6 separate regions of the Mus musculus genome follow, and regions 2, 3, 4, 5 and 6 are each linked to region 1. The links are chromatin contacts, called in public Hi-C and promoter capture Hi-C maps. All regions are on one chromosome and are shown on one strand. The core of a region is the stretch at or near the end of the contact, and the rest is flanking DNA. Distances in the headings are between cores, read along the strand shown.

Region 1 (5,086 bases), core at 1,939-4,438:
AATGTGCTAGAATACCACGGGGGGCCTGGTGCTCTGCCCACTCTGTTTCCTCTCTCCATGGCATCCTATGCCAACCTTGGAAATCTGGATGGTTGGGTTTAAAAGCCCTTTCTCTATAAGGTAAGTCCTCTGACATTAGGTCTCACTCAGAACCTTTGAGAAAGGCATCTGAAGGGGGCGGGACATGGCCCCAGCCAAACTGCTGATTTGAGACTGAAATCCCAAACTGCTAAGGAACCGCCACACTAAACAGACTTTCCAAGTGGTTCCCAACTATATAGTCATCTAGCCAGGAAAAGGCTTTTGGATTTAAGTTTCCTTCACACCATTCATCCCAGCCTGTCAGAGCTTTTCAGACTCCCCTGGCCTGCCATTCCCTTGAACCCTTTGCCCTGATTTGGAGAGGGACTTTTTGAGGGATAGGGGACTGAAGGGGCATAACTCAAGGAGGCATCAGGCAACCCCCTCCTCCTCCACTTTCCATTTCAGCCCTTGGGGAGCAGGCAGTGGCGGACATCTCTGCTCTCGGCTCATAATCTCTACACACATACGTGCAAATACGTGTACACACCCATTATGGGCAGGACGCCCATTGCCACATCTGAGGAGAACTGACTCCTCAGCTAGGATCACCCAATGTGCAACATGGGGTCTGATACTGGAGGGTATTGTGCTCATATACCACTGCCCCTCAGAGGGGGGCCCCTATACTTGGAAGCATGCATCCTTTATGAGGGAGGGGTGTAACTCAACAGCAGGCAATCTGGCCACTTTTTACCTGAAATGCAATGCTTTCTTCTTCGCTCTGATCATTCTAAGACCCTAGAAAGCTACGTTTTCAGACCATTAATGAAGATAAGGTCAAATTTTGTGACAGTTCATTCAGAATGAGAGTTCACTTCCCCCAAGGCTGCTGGAAAGGGATGAAAGTGAGCCCAGAGCATCTTCTACCCTCCTACCCTGTCCCTCCCACCCACAGGGTTACTGACATGTGGAGAAAGCAAGTATGGTGAAGGCCACACCCCAGGGCAGGGCTATGTCCCCTGGGAATGCATAGCTGGGAGGTAGAAAGTCTGTGAGCAAGCAAAGATACAGCCAATATCTATTCACCCTGACTACAAATCCCCTACAATCTGGAGGGCACTTCTTAGACCATGCATATCTTCCATAAGCAAAGGCTACCTCCCTGTCTGGGCTATCCAGAGCCCTTTTCTGCTGAAGGTAAAGGTGATTTCTTGATCCCTGCTTGGTAGCCAGTTCATTCTGGTCTACCAACAAGCAGAACAGCACCTGGACTAAAAGCAGATGTCACACACACACACACACACACACACACACACACAAACACACACATTTTCCAGAATTCCCTACCAGTAACCTTGCCTGGGAACCCTGGGTCCACACATAGCCTTTAGCTTTGAAAGCATCTTTTCTTTACCTGTAAACTATTCCTAGACCTTGCTTCCCAAGCAGCTGAGATTTTACAAAGTATAAGGGGAGGTGGGGAGGCGCCTGCTGGAGCTCAGAACCACTGGGCAGCCGCTCCTCCCTGTCACAGAGGGAGGGGGCTTATGGGGTGAGCAGTAAGTGGTCTTTGTTAAGATCTGTTTTCTCCCTTTTCCTGCATTCCCCCGCACCATCTTCTTTCCAAGGAGCAAACTTTGGCCTCCTCTTTCCCGTGTCACATGCCCTAGGCCCCTGGGTTGTTGCTCTTGAAGGCCTTGAACACCCATTTGCAAGCCTGAGCTCCACCTACCCATCTGGCTTGGAAAGGGAGGCCGTGGGTAGGGAGAAACTTGCAAAGTGCTACAGAGAGTGGAGAGATAGGGTGCGTTCCTGAGACTGATTGGCAAGTAGGAGGTGACTACAAGGACTCCCCGCAAACGTCCAAACCAAGACCTCCTGCCGAAACCCACTGACTCTGAGAGCCTTCCAGAAAGGAGGGGCAGGCTTGATAGCGTCCCGCCAGCCTCTCCCCATCCTTCCTTTCATTCACACCAACAGTTGCATTTTTTTCCTTCCTAAGTTGTTGCAAATTGAACCCATTATTTTGAGGGAAATGAGCGCTATCACGGCCTGCAAGTAAGAGTGTGTGTCGGGGTGTGTGCGCGCGCGCGGCACGGGAGTGCGTGCGGAGATGGTTTGAATGTTGGAAGTCTCCTTCTCGGTCCTCCGCGCAACCAGCTAGCCGCTGCACAGCTCCCTCCTCTAGAGCCTCCCAGGCAGTTCGGCTCCCCGGAGCCCCAGGCCCGGGCTCCCAGCCTGGCGCGATCTCCCGGTGTCTCCCACGGCGCCCTGCTTGCAGCCCCCAAGCCCACCCCCGCATGCCCAGCTTCCAGTGGGCGACTGAACGCGCGCAGCCCCTTGTGACCCCCAGACTCGCCACCTGCAGGTACTCACCTAAAAAGAAGAAGAGGCAGAAGGCGTTTGCCAAGATCATGTTAAATAAATCCCACAGTTTTGTGTGTATGTGTCTTTCTCCCTTAGGTTTAAAAAATAAAAATAAAATAACAACGGTAATAATAACAGCCAAGCAATGATAACGACCCCCAAATCCAATGCGGAGATCCCGCCAGGCGGCCGCCGGTTGAAGATCCCGAGTCCAGGGATTCTCGCTGCTGGCTGGAGGGGGAGGGGTGGGAGGCGGGCGGTGGGCTGCCTCTCGACGTCCCCCCCTTGCCACTGAAATCAAACACACGTAGCTATGTGTCTGGCTGCCTTCTAAGCCAACAGCCTGGTCCTGAGGTCAGCCCAGCCCTTCGCTCTCGCGGCCGGGAAGGCGCGAGTCCCCGTGGGTCCAATTCCCCTGCACTTCCCAGGAGGGGACTGGAGAGGTGGGGGCGAGGCGATCTGAAAGTGAAGGACTGGAAGAAAGCAGCGAGGGAGGGGGGTCAGAATAAATGCAAATAGGAAAGAAATCCACCGACGGATGGGAGCAATCCAGTAGAGCTTCTAGGACGGGAGACCAGAGTCGCTTCTTTGGCACCAAGACGAAGAAAAAGATTCAAAATAAAAAAAAAAAAATCTTCTCCCGCTATCCCTTGCTTCGGCTCACTTTTTCTAATGGAATTCCAGTGCCGGTGTGCCTGTGCTTGCGTGTGTCTTTCCTCCCTTCCTCTCTCCCTCTCCTCTCCTCTCCTCTCCTCTCCCTCGCTCTCGCTCTTTGCTCTCGATCTCCGCTCTCCCTCACTCTCCCTCTCTCTCTCTCTTCCCCTCCCTACTCCCTCTCTCCCTGCTCCTCCCTCCGCCCGCCTGCTCCCTCCCTCCCCCTTCGCGGCTTCCTCGCCTAGGCTCTCGCGCCTCGCCCCTCTCCTCTGCTCGGGGCTCAGCGCCCCGGCTCCCTGGCGGCTGGCGGCGCAGCGCGCGGGAGCGCGGCGGAGCAGCTACACTCTGCAGCAGCAGTGGTAGCGACTCGGCGGTGATGGAAGCTACACCGGAGTGGCGCTGGCGCCCAGGAACACTGGCCTAGGGGTGAGCTCCACCGCTGGCTCCCTCGGCTCAACTGCCCGCCCTTGGGACCAGCCTGCTGCCTTGGCCGGAAAACCGACTAGATCCCCCGGCCAGTGTCCACGCTCAAACCAACGAAGCCTCCCGCCCCCTCCTCTCCATGCAATGTCTCATCCTGGCTAGGTGAAGGCTTGCGTTCTCCAAGTGCTCCTGCCCCTGCACTGGACCCCCAGAGCCATGAGGTTTCGGAAGCCTGAACGAGGTTAGGGAGACACTGAGGCCCGGGTGCTGGAGCCATCCTAGAGGCATGGGGGCAGGGCAGTAGAAAAACCCAGGCGTGGTGGTCCAGGTCTGAAAAAGAGAGCACCACTCTGCAAGCTGATGTATTCCTTGTGGGGAGCCGTTCTGAGAGTCTTCCCAAAAGCACTAGGGAACCCAAAGACGCCCTTGTAGGCCAACCCTATCTCCCTGGGTCTAACCCCGCGCTCCTATTCGTGTGTTCTGCATGCAGAGCTCAAGAACTTTTACCGCACACTAGTGACTCGCTTGCCACCCCACCCCGCGCGCGCTCCCCAACACACAGGCACACACACCAGCTCTGCAGCCATTCCAGACACCTCTTCCCCAGTTGGTCTCTCCTCCCCTGGACCAGAGAGAAGATTGTCTAGGGGTCCCAACTTCCTCCTCCAAGGCCAGTGAACCAGCCAGAACTGCGCGGGAAAAATCCAGCCCGGGTTGACACCCCACCCTACTGGGGAGCCCCAAAACAAGGGACACTCAGGCCTCTGCTTCACACCCCCTCCCCGCACACAGAGATCTCCTGGACTCCCTAGAGCTAGTCGGGGAACTAAGGCCACTCCCGGTTCCCGAAGCTGAGGGTGGAGACCCTTCCGGATGGAGACTCCTCCCCAAGCCGGGAAGGGGGACAATTTATCCATCTGTCTTTGGCCCCAGCTCACCGGCGTAATTTAGTCATAGAATTTACAATAAAAGCCCAGAAGCCCCGAAAAAAGAAGCGTCTGGCTGGAGAAGGGTTGAAGGCGAAGTGAGGTTGCTGACCGAGGTGGCAGGGCGGCAGACAGGCAGTACACATGTCTCAGCGCCCTCGGGATCATACAGCCCACGCACACCCGGCACCCTAGTTCCACGCTTTTCTCTGACACACCTTCGGCTGCCCTGGCATTTCGCACTCCTATGTCTTGCATGCGACTCCCGGAGCCAGGTTTAGGCGATGCTTCGTCAACTTTCCACGTTGCCAAAAAAAAAAAAAAAAAAAAAAAAAAAGCTGTCACCATCTCAAGCTTATTTGGGAGTGTCTTCTAAAATACATTGTTAAATATTAAGGCGGTGGAATAAAGGAAGTGGTAGTGTGTTTAGTGTGAAGAGAGGGGGTCACTCACAAAACCAGCAGCCTTAGCTGCTAGTGGGAAAGCTAGAGGGAGCAACTTCCATCTTGTGGATTTAGGCGGGAAGGCACAGAACAGGCGTTTCATCTGGCCATTGGGAGACAACGATCCTAGACCCTACACCCAAAAATAACACCACTGTGACAGCTGGGTAGGGGAGAGTTCCAACGAAAAGTGCCTAAGCAGCAGCAGGGGAGCGTTGGCTTCTCTCGTCAATCCTCCATCCCTCTGCT
Region 2 (5,086 bases), core at 808-3,307, 2.6 Mb before region 1:
AGTATCCAAGGCTACATACAAAGAGAAACCTTGTCTTGAACACTACCCCTCCACACACACACACACACACACACACACTCCAAAAAGAGAAAGGAAGAAAGCACAGGGAAGGAAAGGAAAGAGAATGGATGAACAGTATACATAGCGTGTAAGAGTGAGAGGATCTTTGATTTCCATTCAAGTTTCACGGGGATAAAGCAGCAACATACAGGTGTTTATAATAACAACTTCCTCCCAGCATTCTATCTTTGTCTCCATTTTGTAAGGTTGTGTTGATTAACTCAAAAGTAAGGAATAAAATTTGTATCCAGACCAGGAAGAACGTCAACTCACAGCGATGTGTCTCCCTGGGACACTCCGGTGCTGGGATTTAAGGTGTGAGCCACTATGTATGGCTGGGAACTTTCATAGGCACTGTGTTACATAAGTGCTATAAAGAAAAGTATCAATGTGCCGGGCACACTGACACGGACCTTTATTAATCCCAGAACTCGGAGGCAGAGGCAGGCCAAGGGCTGTGGGTTTGAGACCAGCCTGGTCTACGGAATTACAGAACAGGCAGTGAGACAATCTCAGAAAAACCCAAAAATAAAATAATGCTTTTTTTTTTTTTTTTTTAAGTATCAACTTAAAAGACTTCAAGAAGCATCCCTACTCTCACACAAAATAAATATGAACTTTCAAACATTAACTTATCTCTCTTATTTTTTTTTCAAGAAAGGGTTTATCTGTGCTGGCTGCCCTAGAACTCCCTCTGTAGACCTGGAAGTCAGAGATCCACCTGCCACTCCCCCACAAGTGGTGGGATTGAAGGTGCGAGCCACCACTGCCCGGCATTAATAACTTTTTAATAAAAAACAAACAAACAACAACAAAAAGTTTACCTGGTTTTCCTCTTCCAGCTGTAATAGCTTCTGATTTCTTGAAATTGCAAGCATTTCTATGAGTTCCCTAAAAGAAAAACACCCATCACGGTATGGTGATACTTGCCTGTAAACTCAGTGTTTGGGAGGACTCAGACCAGCCTCAGATATCTAGTGAAACCTTTTCATAACACAGTAGAAACACAAAAGAAACTGTTTAAATTGCTCCCTGCCCCAACCGATTGTTGGGTTTATGGTCCTCCTAACATGCTGGACTCTCATGGTGACTACAAACACTTCAGCATTCGCTGGCTAACTGCACGTGATAAAGACTCAGCTGTGATTTACAAGAAAACCTCCTGACTCAACTATGTAGGTCTGTAGGCCAATAGTGCTGCCATTTGTGTAAATTATGTTTTCTTGTAAGACGGTGGCCATGGCTGCCTTCCCTTGATAAGACTTCAACTGATAGATTTAAGACTATCACGACGATGTGGAGTGTGACATCCAATTTACTCTATCTCGGCCACACACCAGCCAACCCCACTGTGCCCTGCCTGATGTTTCCAGGCTTTTTCAGATGATGGGCTATCTATCAGACGCCTAACAAATCTGATTTGACTAGCAGCCCATTTCTTGGGGACGTGTGCCCTGCTACCACCAGAATAGGAATCCCATCGGTGGACTGCAGGAGGCTGCGGCTCAACCCTTAGAAATCTGGTCCATAGCGTTTTAACACATTTGTCTCTCCTGTCACCCTGGGCTCCTTCGTGTTGGCATCTAGCCTCCCCTTGACTACTGGGGGGAAGCGTGCTTTTAAATGTCTGTTGCGTGTCAATGACTGAGGGGGCTCGGATCTGCCCCTCTTACCGGCTACTAAAGTTTTGACTGCCTTGGTTTCCAGGTCATGTGACTGAGATGTCCCCTTGGCGGGGAAATGCGGCCCAAAGCCCCCGAAGGCCCTAGACCCCACGTCCAACGGAGCCTCCCAAGCCCGCCTACCCAAGTCAGCGCCCACAGCCGAGCCGGCCGGAGCAGGCTCCCGGGCCGCGGTTACCTCGACAAGACCTCCAGATCTTCCAGCGCAGACAGAAGCCGCTCTCGCGTACTGCCAAGGCCGGCCATTCCCGAAACGCCTCCCATCCGCTCCTTTTCCTTCTCACCACTTGAAGAAGCCGCCATCGCCCCGCTGACCACCAGCCGTCGCATGCGCAGTGTGAGCTAGCCACAGGAGGGGCGGAACCGGAAGAAGGAAAGAAGAGTAATAGAGGTCGGGACGGAGAGGTCCGGCTAGAGCGCCGCCTATGTGCCTGGAGGTGCACTACAGTTCTAGCGCCATCTACAGGGCAAAGGAGGGCTTGTGACTCGTTCCAATCTGACATGCTCCAACCGGACCCAGGATGAGAGATGCAGTTCCCAGTCTCCTGGGTTTTATTTCCTCAGCATCAGTGGAAGGCTTCTAACAAAAGATTTTTTTTTTAAACTGGGGAAATTACATAATTATTAACTTCTATTTTGTCTGTATTCCGATAAAATCCCAGCCATCAAGTTTGGTCTCTCGTGAAGTTGTAGTAAACTTAGAGCAGGAAGTAAAATCTTTTCTTCCCTCCCCATTCCGTTGTTTGGTAGCAAAATACATATAATTGGCCTATAGACCAGGCTGGTCTCGAACTCAAGAGATCTGCCTGCATCTCGAGTCCTGGGGTTAAAGGGGTGTACCACCATGCCCCGCTACTAAAATTCAGTATCTTAACCATTGTATGTGTAGGGTTCACTGCCACTAAATTGCTGTTAAGCAAGGCAGTTGTGAGGCATGCCTTTAATCCCAACACTCAAGGAAGCAGAGGCAGGCAGATCTCCTGAGTTAGAGACTAGCCTGGTCACAGAGTGACTTCCAGGACAGCCAGGGTTACACAGAGAAACCTCGTCTCAAAACAAAACAAACAAACAAAAAATTGCGGCTAAATAACATCCCCAAAACTCTTCAACTTGTAAAATGTAAAAAAGGTGTGCTCATGAAGGTCTGACTTCCCGTTCCTGAAAACCACACTGTACTTTCTGTTTGTCTGGCTATTCTATGCATTTTGAATGAGTAGAATCACATGTTCTAGTTTGGGGCTTGGGGGTTTGCTTGTTATTATTTTTTGGTTTTGGGGGATTTGGGCTTTGTTTGGTTGGCTTGCTTTCTTTCTTTCTTTCTTTCTTTCTTTCTTTCTTTCTTTCCTTCTTTTCAGACCGAATCTTGTTGTGTAAACTAGTCCTAAACTAAGAAGGAACTCACTTTCTCATTACAGCCTACTGAATGCTGAGCCCCTATAGCAGGCTGATTCATTTAGCATAATGCTATCATGGTTCATGTACATTGGAATAGGTGCCAGAATACCCCTCCCTTGAAGTCTGAATAATACTTCCTGTATGTGCTAACCGTACCCCCTATCAGATGGCATTTAGCTGGGTTACCTTCTTGGTTTTCGGAACTCATCTTTAGGCCTGTATATCTTCCAACAAACTGCTCTGCTCTTTATTCAAGGTGACTGTTGAAATGAATGAATCAATAGTGTAAACTGTCATTCAAGAAAATAGTGTAGGGCTAGAGAGATGGCTCAGAGGTTAAGAGCACTAACTGCTCTTCCAAAGGTCCTGAGTTCAAATCCCAGCAACCACATGGTGGTTCACAACCATCCATAATGAGATCTGATGCCCTCTTCTGGTGTGTCTGAAAACAGCTACAGTGTACTCACATATAATAAATAAACAAATCTCTAAAAAAAAAAGAAAGAAAGAAAGAAAGAAAGAAAAGAAAAGAAAAAAAGAAGAGAAAAGAAAAGAAGAGAAGAGAAAAGAAAAGAAAAGAAAAGAAAAGAAAAGAAAAGAAAAGAAAAGAAAAGAAAAGAAAAGAAAAGAAAAGAAAAAGAAAATAGTGTAAATCATCTGCAAAGCACCTAATTCCAAGGCAGGCCTGGGTGTCAACACTGAAGCTGCACCTCCTCCCACTCCTGCAGAGATCAACACAGCAGGGAACTTTCCCTACCTAGGCTCCAGTTATTGGCAGTGGGGACTCCATGCTGAGTCATGTTGCTGTTATCAAAAATAAGGTGCCATTCACAGGCAGTGGTCATGACTGTGTGCTGTCTTCATTTCAGGTCTAGTCCTGCCCACTGTCCTGTGGAGTCCGACTCAAGAACTCCAGAGCTGGCAATCCCCGGGGAGACTCATGTTTATAAATCCACTCATAAGCAAAGCTGTGTAATTCGGAATGTCAATGAAAAAAGAATGGTGCGGAGCGCATTTCCCCATAAAGAAACCTACAGGAAAGCCCGTGACCGCAATAGTTGTTTGGTGAACTTGAATTAGAACAAATGAGGGGAGGTTCCACACTTGGTGCAGCCTCGAGACTGTGTGTCTCCAGAGTGTGGGGAGATCTGTGTTAGAGATCAGAACATTTGTGCTCACGAGACAGGGTGCCTCCTTCCTTATACAGTGCAAGGGACGCACGGATTGCTTTTGTTTTCTGCCCTTCCCCTATCTCTTTGGTCCCTTCCTGTGAGCACATCAATCAACAGACATCATAATGAATTTTATTTATAAACGGGGGGGGGGGGGGGGGGAGCGCCTAACAAAAACATACAAAAGTTTAACCCCATTGCCTCCAGAGCCTCACGTTCTACCACGTGCAGCTCCATGGAGGGAATTACTTTCACCGTTTGCTCCCCAATTTTAAGATGCCATACATATACCCTGTGGTTTTACTGGATTCCTTTATGAACGTATTTCTTTCCTACGATGATGAATCAAGATTCCACGGCTCACCAACGCCCCGCCCCCTTTCCTCTGTCACCGTAGGATGACGTATTCTATGATATCCAGGATGCGCACACGCTCCACTGTTATTTGCATGTTTCTATGTGGTTATCACTCGCATCAGAGATCCAACACAAAGCTCTGCAGAGATTTCTACAGAGAAGACTTTCAAAAGACAGATATGTAGTTCTGCTCGATGAAAACTTTTCTTCGTTATACATTTATGATTTTTTAAAATTTTTTTTTTGAGACAAGATCTCAACTACATAACTTTGGCTGCCCTAGAATTTTCTTTGTAGACCAGGCTGACCTAGCCCTCTGCCTCTGCCTGCCATGATATTAAAAATGTGCCCCACCGTGCTCAGCTGTATTAGTCTTACCGTGGATAAAAAGGTGTGAAAGTTTGAAGACAGGTCCTTCAA
Region 3 (5,086 bases), core at 1,036-3,535, 2.4 Mb before region 1:
CTTACAGCTTTCTACTTATTCTGAGTAGCGAGGGTCAAACTCACCTTAAAGTTTCCCTGGCATATGACAAGAGCACAGCCATCCCACCCAACAGCCCCACACACGCTGCAGACCACCTGAAGACCTCGAGAGTCTGAGGAAGGAGGTGTCCAATAGCCAGGTGGCAAACTACCAGAAACACAAACACTTTAAATGCCTTTTCAAATTCCTTCCCTGCCTCCATTTCTCCTTCACCACCAAATCCCCTCCGCACACACCCCCTCTCCTGGGCTACATTCCCAGCGCTGCCCCATTTATTTATTTATTTTTTGAAACAGGTTTTTACATTCATGATCAAGAATTGAAAAAAAAAAACTCATTTGCAATCGTATTGATGAACTAGGTTCAAATAAAACAAGTCATATCTACACATGCAGAGCTAATGTAAGTCCCCAGCCTTTCCTTGGCTGTCCTGTGTTCTCATGTGGCCAATGCCTTATTAGATTCTAAGGCTGTAATGATGTCTCTCTCTGTCTCTGCCTCTGCCTCTCTCTCTTTGTCCCTGAGTATTGGAATCACTGTTCCTCACATGCTAGGTAAGCATTTTACTATTAAGTTATATCCCAGACTTTTCACTTTTTATTATAAAACAGAGTCTTACTAAGTTGCCCGGGTTGGAGTTCAACTCACTCTATAGCCAAAGCCTGTCTTAAACTTGGGATTTTCTTGCCTTAGGCTCTGAGCATTATGGGCCTGAGCTACCAGGTCAGGCTCAACTTTGATCTGTGTGTTGAAAGGGGCTTATGGGGGAAACATGTTACAATGACTTCTGACACAAATAGCTGACCATCAGCTGATTTGAGGTCAGTACCAGCAGAGATGACCGGTCACCAGCTCTGTTACGCGTCTGAGGACCCAAGTTCCTTTGCCATTCTGTCTCAAACTTAAGAGTAGCTTGCCACAAATACCAAGGTGGCATCAATTGGCCAAGTGTCACATTCTCTGATAATTATGAGGCAGGACTGTATCATTTCTGTATATTATTTGATCAGGCTCCCACAGTCTATCTTTTATCTTCACCAAACCTAGACTGTATGTAGCCTGAGCTCTTGCCTAAATCTGGGACAAAGTGAACTCAAGTGCTATTTTAATTCCATTCATTCTCCGTGGCTGCATCAGGGCCTGGGGCTCTACCTCCTGACAAACATTTGGTCTCTAGAAGGCTTCTGAAGTTAGGCAAGTCTGAAAATTGAAGGAGGCCCATGTATCCTTCACTCATCTGACATCAAGGCAGAAAATAAGCCCAGGCTTGCAACCTACCCAATTAAGTTCTCGATTCCTCAGTCCTTGCTCAGCTGTTCCAAGATAGTTTACACCAGAACAACAACTGTATTTTATTCACAGCACTTCAATTAGTGAGTTGTATGAATAAGGACTGACAAAGGGAGAAAATTATGTTGACTGACAGGTAAAACGTAACTAGAAAAGCTACCATTGCTGAGCCAGCTTTTGGTGGCGGTAGGTAGTTCTAGTATAAAGTATGCTCTTTTCCGGTGTCTGTGCGTCGGCGACATGGTCAGACAAATATTACTTGGGTTCGAGTCCTCTGCCAGGGACCTGCTATGTGACGCGGGCAAATTGGCTCCCCGAACTCCCCACTTCCAACCCGCAAAAGTGGAATGCCGACCTTCCCAGTTTGACCGGCTGTCTCGGAGAAACCATTATGAAAGGAGGCCGGATCGTGCGCATGAACACGGCCAACTGGTTTTCTGCTTTCGTCTCAAACGCGTTTGTAAGCGATTTTTCAAAGTCGGGTCCGCCTGGCAAACTGGTTTTCAAAAGCTACTTTCCCGCTAAGATCTGTCCCGCTCGGACCGCGCCTCCTGTTTCCCCATCAAAAGACTATAGTCTGTGCGTGCATCGCCCATCTTCCCTTGTCTCCAGAAGGCCACCAATGGCCCCACCCTGGACCGCCCACCCGGGCCGAGCCCACCTCCCACTGGCCCGGCACGTTTGTTTTTGTTTTGCCGGCCGCGCGGGCCGGGCGAGGGGCGCGCCCTGTCCAGCGTTCTCCCAGAGGCCGCGGCTCCTCGCAGCGGGCCGGCCCCGCCTCGGCTGGCGCCGCCCACGGGGACGACGCGGGCGGAGACAGGCCCGGGCAGGCGCGGCTTCCCCGCGGCTTCCCGCCCGCGCCCTCGCCCTCGCCCTCGCCCTTGCCCGCCGCCGCCGCCACCGCCGCCCCGGTTCCCCACTGACGCCCGCGGCCCGCGAGCCTCGCGGACGTGACGCCGCGGGCGGAAGTGACGTTTTCCCGCGGTTGGCCCGGGCGCTCGGTTGCCGGGCGCGTCCGGTTTTCCTCGGGGGACGTTCCCATTATTTTTGTAACGGGAGTCGGGTGAGGACGGGGCGTGCCCGGCGTGCGCGCGCGCCCGCCCGCCTCCCCGCGCGCCTCCCTCGGCTGCTCGCGCCGGCCCGCGCTGCGCGTCATGCCGCCCAAAGCCCCGCGCAGAGCCGCGGCCGCCGAGCCCCCGCCACCGCCGCCGCCGCCGCCTCGGGAGGACGACCCCGCGCAGGACAGCGGCCCCGAAGAGCTGCCCCTGGCCAGGTGAGGAGCGCGGCCGCCGCGGGCCGGAGAGAAGGGAAGGGAAGGGAGCGGGGACGCCGGGTGCATCCCGGCGGGGACGCCGGGCGGGCGCATCTCGGCGGGGCCGGGCTGGCGGTAGGAGCGGCGCCCCGGGTCTCCGGGGTCCCCTTGGTCCCCCATCTCTGCGGGGGTGGCGGCGGCGCGCTGACACGGTCCCGGGCTCGCGGGCGACGGGGAGGGCATCCCGAAGGGGTCTGGGCTGCGGCTTGACAGGTGTCGGGCGGGTGGGGCTCCTGCTCCCGAGCGAAGTGACAGGTGCAGGCTCTACTCCAGCGACGCCCAGGCGCGGAGCCGGCGGGTCCCGGAGAGCCCCGGTCAGATGCAAAAACAATTGAAATAAATATTTAAAAAAAGAAAAAAAAAACTCGACCGGTGTTTGTTTTCTTTCTTCCTCCCTTTTTTCTCCGTGGAGATCCGAAGCACCCCCGGGGTGGGTTGACTTTCTCTTTTGCAGTCGTCCTGCGATGCAACAGTTGGGAGCCTTGCCCTCTCTGAGCTTGCGCTGCATCGGCAGCTTGGTCCTGGGAGAGGCCAAGAAAAGCCTTGTAGGCAAAGCGCAGGGTCGTGGGTGTCAATTGCTCACGGGGTCCTCAGCTCCCGGGCTTTGTGGGGGTTTCTTTAGAACAATGCTTTGAGGCCCGGGGGGATTTAAAGCCATCTGTGGAGACTGATGGAGCAGAACTCTTAGAAGAACTGGTATGTGGGCAAAAGTTTCAGGAGACATTTAAATGCAAGGGCTTGGAAGTTTCTAAACTTTGTTCCCCTTTTTTTTCAGGGTAGAACTCTTCTTGCGTGCTGATTGGCCCGCAGCATGCTTCATTATTTCTTGCCTTTTGCCTTTGAGCATTCACGGATTCTGGTGCCTCCCCCTCCCTTTTTTCTTTTTTGGTCTTGTGTTTGGTACTGTGTTCTCTCAAAGAACTTTTCTCTCCATTTATTAAGTGGAATCTAAACTTAAGTTCATGTGGATCCAATAAGAACAACAGAGAGATATTTATTGTATTTCAACATTTTTTTTCTTGACTGTGCTACTGTGTGATTAAGTAACAGAAATTGAAACAATATGATTGTTGTTATTGTCAGCACTAGTTTTGAGAGTATAGATCCATTGTAGATGGGAGTTGTTTTTGTCTCTCACGGTCCTTCAATTTCTAGCCCATCATTAAGTTCTCGAGTTTTTGTTGTTGTTGTTGTTTTTGTTTTTTTGGGAGGGGGTGTTTTTGTTGTTTTTAATTACTCTGACTCTGTAACCCAGGCTTGCCTTAAGCTCTCTGTTTTACTGCCTCTGCCTCCCAAGTTCTGGGATTGTAGCCCTGATGGGCTATCAAGCTCCTTTCTTCTCATTGAGCATCAATCAAGGCTCTTTGTGAGACCCAGACTCTTAACAGAGTTCAGGTCAAATCCTAAGAGACTGAAATAATTTTGGAAATTGCTTGTCTAAGTCTATTAAAATTCATATTAGATGGATTTTCTTATGGACCAAATAAAAATCATGTTCTTAAAAAATAAATACAGAATAAAAACTGTTCCAGGGGAAGAGTTTGCTTTTGTTTCTAATTAAACTCTGATGTATCCAGTGTGTGGAAGCTTCACTTTAGAAAGAGCAGTAACATGTATTCTAAAAGATTCCATGCCATCTATGGACTTATTACTGATTATTGTAGAGTAACTGTACACATTGAAGTTCTGGTCATTGCCTGTGGGAAAGACAGACCCAGTTTCTTTCTCTTTTATGTACTTTTAACTTTGGAGAATTCTCAAAAAGTTCTCCTTTAAATTAAACTTTACAAGACATAGTCTCATCTTGGTTACTCATTGCCACTAAGGTTCTCAAAAAGCACTTACAGTTGATCTCTGACTTACCTATTGTCACGTGTGTTCACCATAGGGATTTGCTACCTCTTCTGAACTGCCATTAAATGAATGTTGTGTTATCATTGGAGAATACACTTAGACAAACACTGATGATATATAGATTAGTCACTGTGCTGTCTTGCTACAATCAAGAGAAGTGGTAAACACTACAGATACAAAGCTGCTGCCAGTATAACAAAACATGCTGCTATGCAGTAAACTTTATCTTTTAATTATAGAAATATGCTGAAAAATAATGATAAAGCTATAGTTTAGTAAACACACAAGCCAGTAACATAATGGCTTCAGGCATTGTATGTCCTTGTATATATGATTCTCTCCTACCAGTGGCAGCTTGCTTACAGCAGCATCTCCCTAACTGCACAAGTAGCAAATGGATTGTGCCACAATGTTATGCTGGTTAAGATGGGCTCTAAGTGATGTTTCTGCACCATTATAATCTTACAGGACTACTGTTGTAAACTGCCTTACTGAGTGACACATCATGTAGTGTATGCCTGTTCTTAGCAAGGATAAGAGGGCTGCCTCAGTCTGAAGCTTAGAAAATAGCTTAGGTATGGATTCAACCCGGTCCGTCTCCACTGAGAA
Region 4 (5,086 bases), core at 792-3,291, 2.3 Mb before region 1:
ATCATTTCATGATATACAAAATTTTAAACGTACAGATATATCACATTATTTAAATCATAATTGCTTTTAGACCTTAACTTTATGGAGTTTTTTTTTTTTAATGAGGAAAAAACACGTTAAAGTGGTTCAAGAAAGTAAAATGGCGTGCATACAAGAATAGAATATATTTTAATGTTTAACACATCAGACACAAACTTCCTTTAAAAATATTTTCTGTTGGAGCCGGAGAGATAGTTCCCAAGAACACAGTTTTCACAGTTGAACACGGAGCAGTCCCAGTGGCTTAGTCAGGCAGCTTATATTGCAGATTCATTATCAAATATCTTATTTTTTAAGGTCTGTAGGTTGTGTTGGATAAAATTCTCAGTGCCCTGAACTTCAGAGAACCTGGAGTCACTTCTTCTAACCGACCAGTTTTTCATTTTTATTGAGTTCTGAATTGTGTCTGAGGTGAAGTAGTAAACAATAGGGTCAAAGCAGCAGTTGGAAACAGCGATGCAGAGAGTGATCGGGTACATGGTCCTCACTGCCGCCACCACAGAGCAGTTAACAAAGGTCTGTGTCCTCATGAGCGAGTACAAAATGAGGTTGATGTTGTAGGGCACAAAACAGAAACAGAAGATGACCAAGTGGACAAAAATCATTTTTAAAACCTTAGTTTTGTTCATTTTGCTTCTACTTAATGTAACAGGTTTATTTAAAGTTCTTAGCACCATACTAGAACAAGTTACGTTCAAAATGAGAGGGATAAAAAAGCCCACTATTTCAATGAAAATCACAATCCTGGAGAGATAAGTTTTCCATGTGGCCGCTGGAAAGTTCTCAAAGCAGGCTTCTGAGGTATTGTTCCCCTGAGAGTGGGTCGACTGAAAGAAAACTGCAGGCGCACTTCCTCCCATCACTGTGAACCACACAGCAATGCAAACGATCTTTGCATTTCGTTTCGTTCTTAAAGTCTTTGACTTAAATGGGTAGACAATTGCCAGAAATCGATCTACACTGATACAGGTTAAGAACAGAATGCTTCCATACATATTGGTGTAAAACAGCATTACTGAAATCTTACAGAGTAGATCTCCAAATGGCCAATTCCGTGTTGCAAAGTAAAAAATCCGAAATGGCAAAGTAAAGACGAAAAGTAAATCTGACATTGCCAGGTTAATCATGTACGTTGTAGTTTCATTTCTCACTTTGAGGGCACAGATGAAAATGTATATCGCAACACAGTTGGATATCAGCCCAAGCACGAAGACCATGCTGAACATGCACCCGTACAGAGTGTACTTAAAGGAGTCGTCATAAGGGCACTGGGAGCCATTGGAGCTTACCATTGTCAGGCAGTGCAGCTTACAGGAGGCCTTTTGTCCGCAGCGCTTGATCGATCGCCTTTGCTATTCAGATGTGGTCACAGCAGCAGCCAGTTTATTTGCAAAGTATTTGTTTCTTTTCCTGTTCTTACAAATACTTTCTTCTCTTAACTCTTCAAAGGAAACATGAAATGTGTTCCGTAAAAGTTTCTAGTAGATTATTCAGGAAAATAGTCTGATTTTCTGGTCGAGAAAATCCATGAGTCTGGAGTTTAGTTAACTGACAGAAAATGCAGTCAAGGAAGCCAACCCATAAAGCTGAAAGTGTAAGGAAAAACTGTTCCAAGTCGGACCAGACCAGTCCGCGTGGAAACTTGTGCTTCAGCCGCCAGGGTCCAAACCAGCTTTACTTCAGTCACAAACACTCGCCGTGCGTCCGTCCGCCCGTCGTCCTCGGGTACTTCTTCCTTCTTTTTATTCTCAAACTTTGTATTTCTACATTGATTCCGGACGGCGATAGGCAGTCGTTTAAGGGATCCCAGATAAATTCCTAAGCATGTTCGCGCTTGCTGAATGGAGAGGCCTTTCGGAGGTTGCCAGCTGTATTGTGAGATGGGCTGTCTCTGAAGTGAGCAAGAAAGCCTTCCCAGATTTGTAATATGACATCACAGGAAGAAGAGGCTGGGTTTGGACAAAGGAAGGCTTCAACCCAGTTGTTTGCAGTTCCTTTAATCTGATAATGTGTCTGCTGGGAATGTACCTAGGAGGCTTGCAAATGGTCACTGGCTGCCCAGCTGAGTTGGGTGTTAACTCTTTTTATGCCAAAATGCTTTCCGGGGATTCTGACAACTTCTCCAAAGTGGTTTGATTTGCTTTAGTTAGTAATAAGTAAGAGAAAGAAAGAAACATAAGGTAGATTCTTTCTCTTCTATTGCTCTTGTAGTTGGGATATTGCCTTCTTTAAAGAAATAAAATGCAGATGGGTGTATATATGTTTATAAATTGAAATGTAGGCGATATGAGTGGCACATTAAAGAACTGTTTGTGCCTGAAGGCAGAACCTTAAGAGTTTATATAAAGCCTTTGACTGAGGCAGGCAGTCCTGCTTCTCTTAGTATCTGGTGTTTTTTAATTGCTCTCCAGCATTTAACTTAATTGGCATGATTGTGAGTAGCTTTAATCCTGGATCTCTTTAGTTTTTGATAAATAATGTTCTAACATTTTTCTTTGAAACTAATTTTCTAGAGCTAGTTCAATTTTAATACACCAAAGACTACATTAAGTATGCCCCCCCCCCGGAGGATTATAACTCAGTAGTGAGAATAGTACTCCAAAACTTTTACTTTTAGTACAGTGTCAGTCTTTTGCCCACAACTTAATATAAGCATAGTGGGAAAGTGTGCTTTGTAAAACGGGCTCCCCCCTTCTGAGTTAATTGAAATAACTTACAGCAGAGAATCTCAGTTCTACTGTTTGTCTAAATGTAGTTTCCATGATTTTATTCTCCTTTCCTCCGTCTCTCCCTTCAGTTTCTTTTACATGTTGGCTGTGTGTTGGGGTATATTCCAGATCTACTTTCATCTCTAAATTTGAAGCTGAAACCCTTCATTTGGGGTCAGTGAAGGCATTTCAGAGCAAGTTTCTCTATAGACACCTTAGTTTACATATTAAGATGTATACTTAAGAGCATGTATCATGTGTTCTATACCTTTTAAATTTGATTACTTTTGATGGTGAATTATAATCTTTTTATTGTTTTGATTAGGAAGTCATCTATGATCAAATAATACAGTCTTATAGGCGGTAAAGATTGAGGGTCTGAACTTCTTTGCTTTGGTTTTGGTGTGGAAAACAGATGCAAATGTGTTCCTATTGGAAGATGGGAACTTTGAGTGCAGTAATGAAAAAAGGGACACTTAATAACATTTTCTTCTCCATGAAGAAACTTTTCTGTTAATAGTTATTTTAGGAAAAATATAAAATTTGAGTGATCCACTTTTAAGTTTCCTTATTGTCATTTTAAAAAACGATTTATTATGTATACAGTGTTTTGCTTGCATGTACACCTACAGTTCAGAAGAGGGCACCAGATCTCACTATAGATGGTTATGAGCACCATGTGGTTGCTGGGAACTGAACTCAGGACCTTAGGAAAAACAGCCAATGTGCTTAACCTCTGAGCTATCTTGCCAGCCCCCTTATTGTCATTTTTACAAATTATAATCGTTTTATGTCCTGGTACTGTCCATGTTTACTTTCATTGTGAAAACATGCATGAATGTGATATACATGCATATATGCAGGCCAGCACTTATACACATAAAAATAAATAGGTCTTTAAAATAAATAAGTAAAATATACTGTCAGCTGATTTTTAGGATGTTGTGATATGTAGATTATACCTTAGTGAAAAAGAGTTGTAGAGGAAAGTCTGTCTAAAAGGGTTACTAATTTGCTGGGCGTGGTAGTACATGCCTTTAATCCTTATACCTAGGTGGGCATGCTGGAAAGATGTCTTAGCATTTTGGAGTACTTCCTGTTCTTTCAAAGGGCCCAGGTTTGATTGTCAGCACCCAATGGCAGCTCAGTCCTGTCTGTAACTCCAGTCCCAGGATATCCAGTACCCACGTCTGACTCTGCAGGCACTGCGTGCACTCAGTGCACAGACATACAAGAAGGCAAAACACTCATACACAGGGGGGAAAAAAACTTACAAAAGGTTTTTACTTTAAGATTTGCAGGTTGGAACAGTGTTGGAGCTCCATGTAGGAGGCCCTGTGCTCAGACTCCAGCATCCCAGCAAGTGATTAAGTGAAACTCTAACACCATTCTAAACAAATCCATTCTAAACATTATTCAGTTTAAATGTAATAAGTGTTAACTAAAATAAAATCTTAAATAATAATTTATTTACACAGTGGTAAAATAAAAACGATATGGTAGTCTGAGACACAAAGGAAGGTTTATGATGGCAGGAATCTGATACATTTTATTTTAGAACTGTGTATGTGTTGCCTTTATGTAATAAGAGTATCCGGGAAAGTCTCCTTTCAGCTCTGAAATGCACTATGGATCTTCACATGTGTATCCATGTGTGTGCTTTCCTGTTGACAAAAATACTTAGTTGCGAAAGGACATTTGTTATTAGCTTTGTTTTAGGAAAAGCATCAAATGTCAAACTACAATTCTAGCTAAGCATATTATCAGTTGGTAGATTAACTATATATGGTTCAGTGCAGAGTAAAGTTTACCATTTTAGTGCACAGGATCTGACTCCAGGGCCCTTGAAATCTCCTTCCTTGGGCCCTGGTTTTATCCTACCTTTCTGGAACTCTGAGACACCATGACTCAGAGCACACAAGAAGCAGATTTGAAGGAGGATTTCAAGCCTTGCTAGCTATTCTCCAAAACTATCTGCTATTCTCCAAAACAAATCCCTGAAACACTTGAAGGGTTTTCTCTATAGAAAAATCTAGAAGGAATCTAGACTGTCTTTTACTAGTGTAGATTCTTTATGCATGAATAAAGCATGTGCTGTAGGCAATAAAAAGAGACTATACATCTTTTTCTAAGGGGGTCGGGGAGTAGGAAAATGCAGTGCAAAGAGCTCCCAGCAGAGAACTCTGCTTGTCCTTTTCAGTCCTTTTCCTTTGCTCCTGTGGGGACTCTGGCTTCTTGGCTGTAAAAGAAAGGAATTAGGCTCTACAAAGTTCCCTTCCTGCTTTTTATTTGCTTCAGATTCCTTGAATTCTTTGAATGTTTAAGGTGTCACGTTTGCT
Region 5 (5,086 bases), core at 1,374-3,873, 2.3 Mb before region 1:
AGACTGCTGCAGGACCCAAACCCCAGCAAGTCTATACTCTGTCAATGTTCAAGTCACTTACAAAAGAAGCAATGTGCCATGCAGCCAGGCACACCCCCTCCTGTGTACTTCCAGCCAGCCCTAGGACTAACACTAGTGTGGGTGGTTGCTATCCTTCCAGGCTTGGTGCCTGTGACCTCAATACTGGAGAAGCTGAAGCTGCTCTTCAATCCCAGGCCAACCTGGGCTACCCTGACACATTGTTCAGGCCAGTCGGAGCCAGTGAAGTACACGTCTTAAAAGAAAAAACTAAATTTAAAACGCTGATGTATTTTATTGTTAATAATAATCCCCCTCCCCCAAATTCTATATGTCCAGTCAAGGGTCTTTCTTAATATTTCCAATTCAAGATTTGTTGAATCCACGGTTGCAGAATATAAGGATACGGAAAGTTGGCTACGTAGTTTTTCTGAGCACACCTGCAGAGGTTATTTGCTTAGTTTTTCCTATATGAAAGATTCTGACTTCTTCATTTTCTGTGGTGAATGGAAAGTCCTTTTAGGAGGGAATACTTCGATGCTCCATCCTGAGTCCTACAGCACTGCCACTGTGACAGGTGTCACTGCTCTTCCCAGTGTATAGGTAAGAGTTGAAAGTATCGGGATTTTTCGGTTTAACTCATAACCACGTGACTAGAGAGCACAGAAGTTATGGCATTGCTAGTCTCCATAGTAGCCCTGGAAACTGACTTACCTGCATGCCATTGTCCAATACGGTGACAGATTTTACTAGGAAGGTGCGAATACAGAGCGGACTCAATGACCGTTAAACAGTGACCATCACATGAATGCACTAAAGAACCAAGTTCCACAGGACTGTGAACTCGGTCTCTTTTACTCGGCTTTAATCGCCAAAACCGTTCTATCAGGATGGAAGATAATTCTAAAGAGAAACATGTTCGCCTCTCCGTTCAGGTATCAGGCTTTGGACTCCAAGGAATTGTGACTGAAGCCGAGACGAGACAGGATGGGTCAGTGACAGGCCGGACCAAACCTGGACCAGGCCAACTCTGCACATACACCCCTTGCTCACGATTTAAACCTAAACTTCAAGTTAGGGCCTCTAAGGGGTCCTGGGTCACTGAACCTCTCTTTGTTCCCTTTCCCAACGTGGCCACATTTATTAAATCTCTCTGATTGTCACAACAAACTCGTCAAGTGGCCCAATGTGGCCAAGCTTAGTCCGTGCAGCCAGGGCAATCTCAGGGTGTGCAAGGGAGCAGCACCTCGGTGTCCTCTGCTACAGTCCGAGTTAAATCTTTACCTTGTAAAGAAAGGCAAAAAGGCGGCTGGAAGCCTAGCTTCAACTCAGGCGGAAGTTCCATCGCCGCCAAGAAGGGGCATCGGGAAAAGTTTTTCACCTCTAAACTCCTCCACTTCCGGCCTCAGCAACGCCCAAAGGACTGAAAACCCTTAGGACAGCCAGGCCTTCCCAGCCATCCCTCCACTTCGGGGACCAAAGGCCTAAAGCGTGTGCCGCCATGGGGTCGGCGAGGCGGCTGCGGGCGGGAAAGAGCGGAAAGTCCTGGAAACGTCACCGCTAGCTCGCGCCGCGTGCACGGGAGGGTTGGAGACACCAGGGGCAGGGGTTCCCCCAACTGGAAGCGGGAACCCCACAGCCGTGGCCTCGGGGCGACGCACAAAACGGACCCCGGGCTGGGCCTGCGCGCATGCGCACCGCTACGCGGTCCCAGGGCCCGGGAAGGGACGTGAACCCAGAGCTACCCCAGCGACCTGGTCCACGGGCTCGCGCGTGCGCGCCGGGCCCCGGCCCGGGTGGGTTGGCGCTGCGCCCTGCCCCCGCAGCGGCTGCGCACCGGGCCGGGCGCAGGGTGAGGCCTCCGCCTGGCCTTCGCCCCCGGGACTCGCCCGCCCACCCGCGCCTGCCGCCCACACGCAGGCTTACCTCCGCGCCGCGCGTCCTTTCCGCTCCCCGGCAGCGGGGACTGCTCGCCCGGGGCCAAGAACAGCAGACACTTGGCGCCTCCCCCTGAAGCGGCCCGGCCTGGCGGGCTGAGCTCGAGTTCAGCCGTGCGGGGAGGAGGGGGCCGCGGGAGCGAGAAGAGAAACCAGAGGAGGAGGAGAGAGTTCAAGGGAGCGAGGGAAGGGGAAGGGGACAAAGAGAAGGGAGGGGGCTGCGCGCTGCGCCCCGCCTCCCTCCTCGGCCGGGATCGGCGACCCTGGCCTCTCTGGGGACCCTGTGCTGGACCCCGCTTTCTAGCTTAGTGCCCCGATTTCGGGGAAGCTGTGTCTCTCTGGTTTTAGGTCTTACATTCAAAGGCGCTGGTTTTCCTGCTTGCTGCGAAATAAGAGGCTAATTGCATTCTGTGCGCGCTAGTCCAGTCTTAGCAACTCCATCCAGGAGGCCCACCTCATTGTCTCTTGTTTGAGGGCCCAGAGAGCTGTCCGACTTTAAAATGAAGGAAATCCTGTCACCTGGGACGATCTGGAATGAACCTGGAGGATGTTAAGCAAAGTAGACATACAGCACAAATACTTACGGATCTCATTAAGGAGCACTGAAAAAGTCAAGTCGCACCAACAGAAAGTAGAGAGGTGGTTACTGGGACTAGGGAGAAGGGAGCCTGTGGGGCTAGTGATCAAATTTCAGTTAGGAGGAGCAAGCTCAGAAAGAAGGCTGCTATGCTACATAGTGGCTACAGTTATGAGCAGTGTGCACTAGAAAGTCCTAAGAGAAGAGATAATGTTATGGCTTTGAAACAGGGGCTCTGTATTAGCCCAAGTTAGCCTCAAACATCGTAGCCTCCATCCCTCCTCCTCTTGCTTGATCTTTGCCCTCACATTATATACATACATTAAAACATTGTGCTATATATAATAAATATATACACATATATATGTATGTGTTTATATATATATATATATACACACACATCAGTTTAGGGGAAGACAATGGAGATTTGGGTAATTTGCCTTGGGCCATATGATTAGAGATGACTCAAATCCATCTCTTCATTCCACAGGGCTTCTTTTACCTCTTGACCATGTGGTTTCTTTCCAAATGACTTTAAAAAGTGGGTCAGATAATGAAGGCCTTAGCAGTGTAACTGCAAGCTGGGTCACAGGATCCACAAAGGGCTTTTTGGAAGAGGCGGGCTTGATCCCCTCTTTGTCTTGAGCAAGTTCACGGTTCCTGAGGCTGAAAGTTCAGCTTAGGCTAAACAACAGTCTGTGAACTTATTATAACAATGGGCTGGGCTTAAAGAGAAAAGAAAATGAAGTTAGGACTAGATGTGGAAGGCCAGAAAAAAGTGTGAGGTTGGTGTGTCACGTAATAATTTATGGGCCCAAAATCTTTGCCTTTAAAATAGAGCATTTTACTGTTTAATATCTCACAAAGCATGTTGATAAAACCTGACAAAGATGACATATTGTTTTAATCCTAAATAAAATGTCATCAAATAGGATCCAACAACAAATACCATGATCAATGCAGGGATTGTTTCAGTGGTATAAATATGTTACAATGTAAGAAAGTTAGTCTTATAAGTAAGTCAAAGAAGTAGGCATGTTTTGGTTAGCCATTTAAAGTGATAGAGAATTCAACAGTCCTTTTGTTCAAAGTAAGTGGCTATATTCACTCAATAATAAACCTCTTAAGAGTATATCTAAGCCCGGGGTGGTGGCACACGCACGCCTTTAATCTCAGCACTCGGGAGGCAGAGGCAGGTGGATTTCTGAGTTCGAGGCCAGCCTGGTCTACAAAGTGAGCTCCAGGACAGCCAGGGCTACACAGAGAAACCCTGTCTCAAAAATCCAAAACGAAGAAACAAACAAAACGAACAAACAAGAGTATATCTAAGAAGTACAGGGATACAGTTGCTGCATCCCCATGGTACCCTGGATGGCATATGATGACGATGGACCAAGAGACCTGAAATTGAAGCAGTTGCTTTAGGTGACGCAATTATACACACAAAAAGTATTTTGAGACCAAATGGCTAAAACTGACATTGAACTCTTCGTACCAACCAATCCCTCAGATACGGTTGTAGGCATGCACCATCATAGATAACCCCGTTTCATTTTTTGATGAGTTCAATTCAGAGGCGTTTATGGATGTCTGTCCTAGAAGGCAGAGTTGTCACGGAGCTAGGGTAGCATACTGTCTGCTCATAGGGTACCTGTCTAGTGATAGGCTTGGGGAGTGACCCTTTTCACTGCTCTATGTAAAGCTGGAGGAAAGAGAAAACATTTGAACCCCTCCCCCAAAAGGGCAGGCGACGCTTTAGTTTCTTCAGCTCTTTCTTCCTTGTGCCTGAAACAGCAGGGTTCTGAACAAAATGCTCTTTGACTAATGATTGTACAAATTTCTGGCCAGTGGTGTGCTCCAAAGTAGCCTTTCCCAGTATTTTAAGAACAAGGACGGAGATTGTGGGTGGGGTGCTAGGACGAGCAGAGCAGATTTCAACAGGCAGGTTGGGCTCTGAGTATTGTAGATGTTTATAGTACAATGTTGTGGTCTAATTTGCACCAGCTTAACATCAGCCTGTATCAAGCCTGAAACAGTGATCTCGTTCGCATGCTTTGCTTAGTATGTATATCTAGAGACTTCAGACAAGAAGACCAGCAGGATTGGGACCCCAGATCTCTGGGCAAACACCACCTGAACTTTTCTCACTTTGGGCCTGACCTAACCATACTTTGAAACATTTAGGAAATGAACTGAAATTAAAATCAAAGGCGTTTGTGGATGTCATCAGGAATGGACTGATATCCAGTTACAAAGTCAACATAAAATCAGCGAGGAGAACTAAAACTCCCCAGGGGCAAGGCAAAGTGAAGACCCTTGTCCTTAGGAAAGAGTCTATTCTAAAATGAATCCACAAACCCAATGGAATACGAGCTGAAAGCCTGGGGTTACCTACATGTTTTAAAAATATAACAAAGCTTAGCTTGTTAGAGGAAGTCATTTCCGGTAAACAGTCTGCCCTTTGCCTCAACAGTCTCACGGTCAGGACTTTCCTGGCATGGAAACACATCAAAGGATCATCACTACAGCGTTGTTTATAACTGGAGAACATGGC
Region 6 (5,086 bases), core at 713-3,212, 2.2 Mb before region 1:
AGCGAAGCTTGGGCAACGCAGGCCTGGTAGGCTTCCCTGAGACTCTCAGAGACCCCCCAGCATCCCAGCTTCCCAGAGACCCCCAGCATCTCAGTTTGCTTAGGAATCTGTTAAGATGCAGGGCCACAGTCCTTACTGCATCGCCAGGACTATGTACATGGTGGAAGTGCAGTATTCACTGAAGGAGTGTGCACGGTTCCTGTTGCTGTGTCAAAATAACTGGCAGAATCTCCTTAAGTAAGTAAGTGTTTACCACAGCTCAAAGTTTGAGGGTACCTGTCCTTCTCTCCGTGGTACCGTGGTGGGAGGAGCATGAGGCAGCCCCTCCCACATCGCTTCTGCAGTTAGGAAGCAAAGAGGAGAGAATTCCTGTCTCTCAGACCGCCTTCTCCTTTATTCAATCTGGGACCTGAGCCAATTAAACAGTACCACTCAGTGGGGCTGGGTCCTCCCTCTTCAGTCAACCTGTTCTGGAAACATCCTCATAGACATGTCTAGTGGTAGGTGGTTCTAAGTCCAGCTGAAATGACAATGAAGATTAATCACCACAGAGTGGACGAACGAGTAAATGAACAGACGGTAGATGGTCATATGAGGTGATCCATAAGAGAGAATTCAGATACATGGCATCGGTGGATTCTAGAACTACATAATGAGGCTGTGATTTAGCAACTACAATGGATTTATACACAAAGGTCTCTCAGCTAGAGATGCGTGTCATCATGGCTGGCTTACCAAAAGGGCACAGGCCTCTCCAGATGTGGCTCCCTGATTTTCGATTTGCAGCGCCCAGAACTGAAAAACCTAGATGAATCCTCTCTTTTCAAATCAAATTCATGGGTGTTCATACCAACAGAAAACAGCCTGAAGGGAGGAGGTTAGGGTGGAGTGACATGGAGTGAACACATGACTGGCCTTTGCTGATTCTGAAATGCAGGCAAGAAAACACACTATCTTCCAGGGCTTTCTGGCCCTGCAGACACCTTGATTTTAGCCTATGAACTCCAATATGCCCTCATTTCACAAAAGAGGACAAGAGCCCCAAGACTCACTCTGACTCTGCCCTAATTCATACAAGTTGGTGACCTATCTCAAATCCATCAGGACAGTGAAGACTAGGGGTTCATAAATGCAGCGTTCGGATTTGTGAAGTCTGGGCTGGGATCTGGCTCCCTGCTTTTCCAACGTGCTGGCAGACAAAGCCTGGAGCCCAGGGTTCAGATTCCTGCTTCCATCTTGGGATCTGACAATCTAGAAAAGCCAGGGACATCTGATGGGATTCCACAAGGAGGCAGTAGGGATCCAATGTGTGTAAGTCTTTGGAGAATGGGATTTATTGTCTCACAGGACAAGGCAAGATAATAAAGGCATAATTCTCTATGTTTCCTGTGAGGCAGATATCACCAAAATGGGATAGGTTTCTTGTGCTTCAGGCTGCCCTGTAACCTGCTCTGTATCCAGGTGGCCTTGAATTTATATTCCTGCTGTTTCAGCCTCCCAGGCTATGGAACGTCAGACCAGCACCATCATGGCCAGGCGGCTATGTGATTAATATTTGTAGCTGAAAAGGCATCTTAAACTTGCCAGCATATGTCTGCCATTGCATACAGCACAGAGATCAAAACACCATGGTTCTTTATTTTCAACTTTGAGAGAGAGAGAGAGAGAGAGAGAGAGAGAGAGAGAGAGAGAGAGAGAGAGAGATTAATGTGATTGTGGGAGAAAACATTAGTCTTTAATTTCAACCCCAAGTTTTATGTATTTCCTTTTAGAAAAAAATAATAATGCGCTTATCTTTGAGAAACGTCTCTGAAATCTTGACAATGCGGGGGCTCCTGGGTGACCCCGCCTCTCCTCTGGCCTCAAAACTCCTCCTTCGGGCGCTGCAAACTCAGAACCAGGATGCCGCCTGCCCACCAACTGCAGCTGTGGTTTCCTCAGTCTTTGTTTTGGAAAAAAAAATATGCTGCCCTACTTCTCTGTCCTTGTAGAACGTACATCTGTTTCTGGCTACCAGAGCCACCTGCAGGCTAAGAGTCTTCTGGTTTCATTTTTGAAGCAGCTCCCTGGCACGCAAGTGAGGAGTATCAGTGCTCAGACACATGACTGCAGGAAGGGAGCAAATGCTGGACTGTTCTCTGTGACTCTACCTTTTAAAAAGCTTTTCTCTGCTCCCATCTCCCCTTCCTTCTCCCTCTATCTGTCTTCCCTTCTCTCCCTCTTTCCCTCATCTCTCTCAATTTATTTTCATTTTAGACAGGGTTTCCTTTATGGCCCAGACTGGCCTTAAGCTTTCTTTTTGTAAAAAACAAAAAAAAAATTGGTTATTTTACTTATATACATTTCAAATGTTATCCCCCTTCCTGGTTTCCCCTCTGTAAACCCCCCTATCCCCTCCCCGTCCCCCTGTTTCTATGAGGGTGCTCACCCACCCACTCCCACTTCATCACCCTAGCATCCCCTTATGCTAGGGCATTAAGCCTGCACAGGACCAAGGGCTTCCCCTCCCATCGATGTAAGATAAGGCCTTCCTCTGCTACTTATGCAGCTGGAGCCATGAGCCCCATCATGTGTATTCTTTGGTTGGTGGTTTAGTCCCTGGGAGATCTTGGGGGCTGGGGGGGGTGTCTGGTTGGTTAATATTGTTGTTCTTCCTATGGGGCTGCAAACCCCTTCAGCTCCTTCAGTCCTTCCCCTAATCCTCCATTGGGGTCTCCGTGCTTAGTCTGATGGTTGGCTGCAAACATCTGCTCTGGCAGAGCCTCTCAGGAGACATCCTGCCCCAGCCTCCTAAGTGCTGAGATTATAGGCATTTATGCAACTATGTCTCTCTTGTAGTGGCTCAAATATGGTCCCCAGCCCCAACGGTGTTTATATAGAAGGGATTTTTAAAGTATTTTCTTTTCTTCATGTGTATGCATAGATGTGTGTGTGTGCGTGTGCGTGTGCGTGTGCGTGTGTGTGTGCGTGTGCGTGTGTGTGTGTGTGTGTGTGTGTGTGTGGCAGGTACAAGTTTATGTGCATGCATGCATGTGAAGACCAGAAAACCTGTCACGCTTCCACTAGTTCTCAGGCAGCTGCTCACCTTAGGTTTATTTTAAATTTTAAATTTTTTAAAATTTTTGCCGTTTTTGTTATTATTTTGTTTTGTTTTTGAGACAGGTTTCTCTGTATAGCTCTGGTTGTCCCGAAACTCATCTGTAGATCAGCCTGGCTTGGAACTCAGAGATCCACCTACCTCTGCCTTCCAAATGCTGGGATTAAGGGTGTGTGCCAACCATACCCAACTCACCTTATTTTGCTTTTGTTTCCTTTCTCTTTAAAAATGACATAAGGTCTCTCACTGGCCAGGAACTTAACAAGTCCTTCAGGCTGGCTAGCCAACAAACCCCTGGAATGTGTCCATTTCTTCCTTCCCATGGCTGGGATTAAACCCACACCATCATGCACTGGAGTTTTACGTGGGTCCTGGGGAGGGAGGTTGATTGAACTCAGATTCTCATGTTTGCAAGGCAAGCACTTTATCAACTGAACTATCTTTGCAGCCCTAAAGCATTTCTAAGATAACTTTTCTGCAAACTCCCTCAGCTCTGGTGTTTGCCTGTAAAGGTCATGATGATGCTGTTGGTAGACAACAAGTGGATGAGCTGTCTGGATCAGCGACAGCAGCACTGGGGTATCTTAGAAAGGACGAGGAAAACATTGTGCTAGGTTCTGCAGAGAAACTTCCCTTTGCTCCCAGTCAAGGTTCAGTGGCCATGCCTGAATGCTGGACCATTTGGCTTGAGGACTGTGGATGGTGGAAGAACTTAGTTAGCATTGTGGGTATCTTTTAGTTATTAGTCTGGGAGAGTGAAAAACCACAGCTCGGGTGTGAGACAGCCCTTGCTGGTGGTGCAACCATGTTCAGGACCCTGTACTTCTGAGTTTCTGCACCACAGTGTTCTGTCCCTATCTGTAAAATCTGAATAAAAATATCCGCCCTCAGGGCTGGTGAGATGGCTCAGTGGTTAAGAGCACTGACTGCTCTTCCGAAGGCCCTGAGTTCAAATCCCAGCAACCACATGGTGGCTCACAACCATCTGTAATGAGATCTGACTCCCTCTTCTGGTGTGTCTGAAGACAGCTATAGTGTAGATACATATAACAATAAATAAATTAAAAAAAGATATCCGCTCTCATGATTTCTGCGAAGACTGAAAGAAATAGTTCAATGGACACAAAGAAAGCCCCTAAAATATTCCTTCCTCCAAGAACTAGAGCAAGCAGGCTTTTCATGGCTAGCCTCCGTGGCTATGAGATATAGTATGTCTCACATTGGTTTGCCTATTGTTCTATTATCTGCCAGTAATGTTGACTTTATATTCTCCCAGTGACAGAAAAGGGCTACAAAATGCAAATTGTAGCAGTCCAATCATGTTGTAAGTTGCAGGATTTGTGCTTACGCACAAATATAGAAGAGGTGGCTGTGCTTAGCAAGACATAATCATCAGGCTCCAGAGATGGTTGGCTCAGGGGGAGTCCTAGTTAGGACTTCTGTTGCTGTGATGGAACACCATGGCTGAAAGCAAGCTGAGGAGGAAAGGGCTCATTTGGCTCCCACTTCTACATGGTACTCTCTGAAGGAAGTTAGGACAGGAGCTCAAACAGGTCAGGATTCTGTAGGCAGGAGCTGATGCAGAGGCCATGGAGGGATGCTGCTCATTGGATTGCTCCCCATGGCTTGCTAGGCCTGCTTTCATATAGAACACAGGACCACTAGCCCAGGAATGGCTCCACCTATAATAGACTGGGCCTTCCCCCATCAATCACCCATTTTAAAAAATGCCTTACCGTCAGATCCTATAGAGGCATTTTTTTTCAATTAAGGTTCTCTTCTTTCAGCTAACTCTGGTTTGTGTCAAGTTGACATGAAGCTAGCCCAGCACAGTGGGTAAAGCCCTTGCTATTCATGCTTGAGGACATGAGTTCAAATCCTTAGAACACGTGTAAACTAGACACTGAAGAATGTGTCTGTAATCCCATGTAATTCCATGGCAAGATAGACGCAGACACATGAGAATTCCTGAAAGCTTGTAGGCTGGCT

Evidence for each region. Promoter capture Hi-C pulls out the DNA fragments that hold promoters and counts their contacts. Hi-C and Micro-C count contacts between places; a contact is called where the count stands out from the background.
Region 2: a contact with region 1 is called in a promoter capture Hi-C map of pre-B cells, with 5 times the contacts expected there. The contact joins the promoter of Med4 here to the promoter of Gfra2 in region 1. A contact is called at or near these places in 2 of 39 promoter capture datasets (hippocampal neurons and pre-B cells).
Region 3: a contact with region 1 is called in a promoter capture Hi-C map of pre-B cells, with 4 times the contacts expected there. The contact joins the promoter of Rb1 here to the promoter of Gfra2 in region 1. A contact is called at or near these places in 1 of 39 promoter capture datasets (pre-B cells), 1 of 484 Hi-C or Micro-C datasets (embryonic stem cells), 2 of 115 datasets of contacts at active chromatin or transcription factors (large pre-B cells and pro-B cells) and 1 of 9 other capture datasets (embryonic stem cells).
Region 4: a promoter capture Hi-C map of hippocampal neurons shows a contact between it and region 1, with 4 times the contacts expected there. The contact joins the promoter of Lpar6 here to the promoter of Gfra2 in region 1. A contact is called at or near these places in 3 of 39 promoter capture datasets (embryonic stem cells, hippocampal neurons and pre-B cells) and 4 of 115 datasets of contacts at active chromatin or transcription factors (astrocytes, epiblast stem cells, large pre-B cells and 1 more).
Region 5: a contact with region 1 is called in a promoter capture Hi-C map of pre-B cells. The contact joins the promoter of Rcbtb2 here to the promoter of Gfra2 in region 1. A contact is called at or near these places in 1 of 39 promoter capture datasets (pre-B cells) and 2 of 115 datasets of contacts at active chromatin or transcription factors (astrocytes and large pre-B cells).
Region 6: a contact with region 1 is called in a Hi-C map of pre-B cells, with 6 times the contacts expected there. The contact joins the enhancer-like site here to the promoter of Gfra2 in region 1. A contact is called at or near these places in 2 of 39 promoter capture datasets (hippocampal neurons and pre-B cells), 1 of 484 Hi-C or Micro-C datasets (pre-B cells) and 2 of 115 datasets of contacts at active chromatin or transcription factors (large pre-B cells and pro-B cells).

The regions. Positions count from the first base shown.
Region 1 is chr14:70,888,209-70,893,294 of GRCm38.p6, reverse strand. Gfra2 (glial cell line derived neurotrophic factor family receptor alpha 2) reads right to left here and starts at 3,188. Exons shown (of 9, transcript NM_008115.3): 1 at 2,401-3,188. The coding sequence starts at 2,440.
Region 2 is chr14:73,507,020-73,512,105 of GRCm38.p6, reverse strand. It overlaps Med4 (mediator complex subunit 4), which reads right to left and starts at 2,057. Exons shown (of 7, transcript NM_026119.3): 1 at 1,921-2,057; 2 at 885-951. The coding sequence starts at 2,045.
Region 3 is chr14:73,323,021-73,328,106 of GRCm38.p6, reverse strand. Rb1 (RB transcriptional corepressor 1) reads left to right here and starts at 2,285. Exons shown (of 27, transcript NM_009029.3): 1 at 2,285-2,584. The coding sequence starts at 2,466.
Region 4 is chr14:73,234,846-73,239,931 of GRCm38.p6, reverse strand. It overlaps Lpar6 (lysophosphatidic acid receptor 6), which reads right to left and starts at 2,041. Exons shown (of 1, transcript NM_175116.4): 1 at 1-2,041. The coding sequence starts at 1,331. The coding sequence ends at 297. All of the region lies in intron 17 of Rb1 (RB transcriptional corepressor 1), which reads left to right. RefSeq lists an enhancer at 3,606-5,086.
Region 5 is chr14:73,140,047-73,145,132 of GRCm38.p6, reverse strand. Rcbtb2 (regulator of chromosome condensation (RCC1) and BTB (POZ) domain containing protein 2) reads right to left here and starts at 2,623. Exons shown (of 15, transcript NM_001170694.1): 1 at 2,540-2,623.
Region 6 is chr14:73,114,022-73,119,107 of GRCm38.p6, reverse strand. No RefSeq gene overlaps it. Among named protein-coding and RNA genes, the nearest start is that of Gm35388, 14 kb to the right of the region's middle. Within about 2 kb of position 1,962, at least 152 of the 459 cell types and tissues checked have an H3K27ac peak or open chromatin away from gene starts, as enhancers often do. A contact at or near this core is called in hippocampal neurons, pre-B cells and pro-B cells, where this site is marked.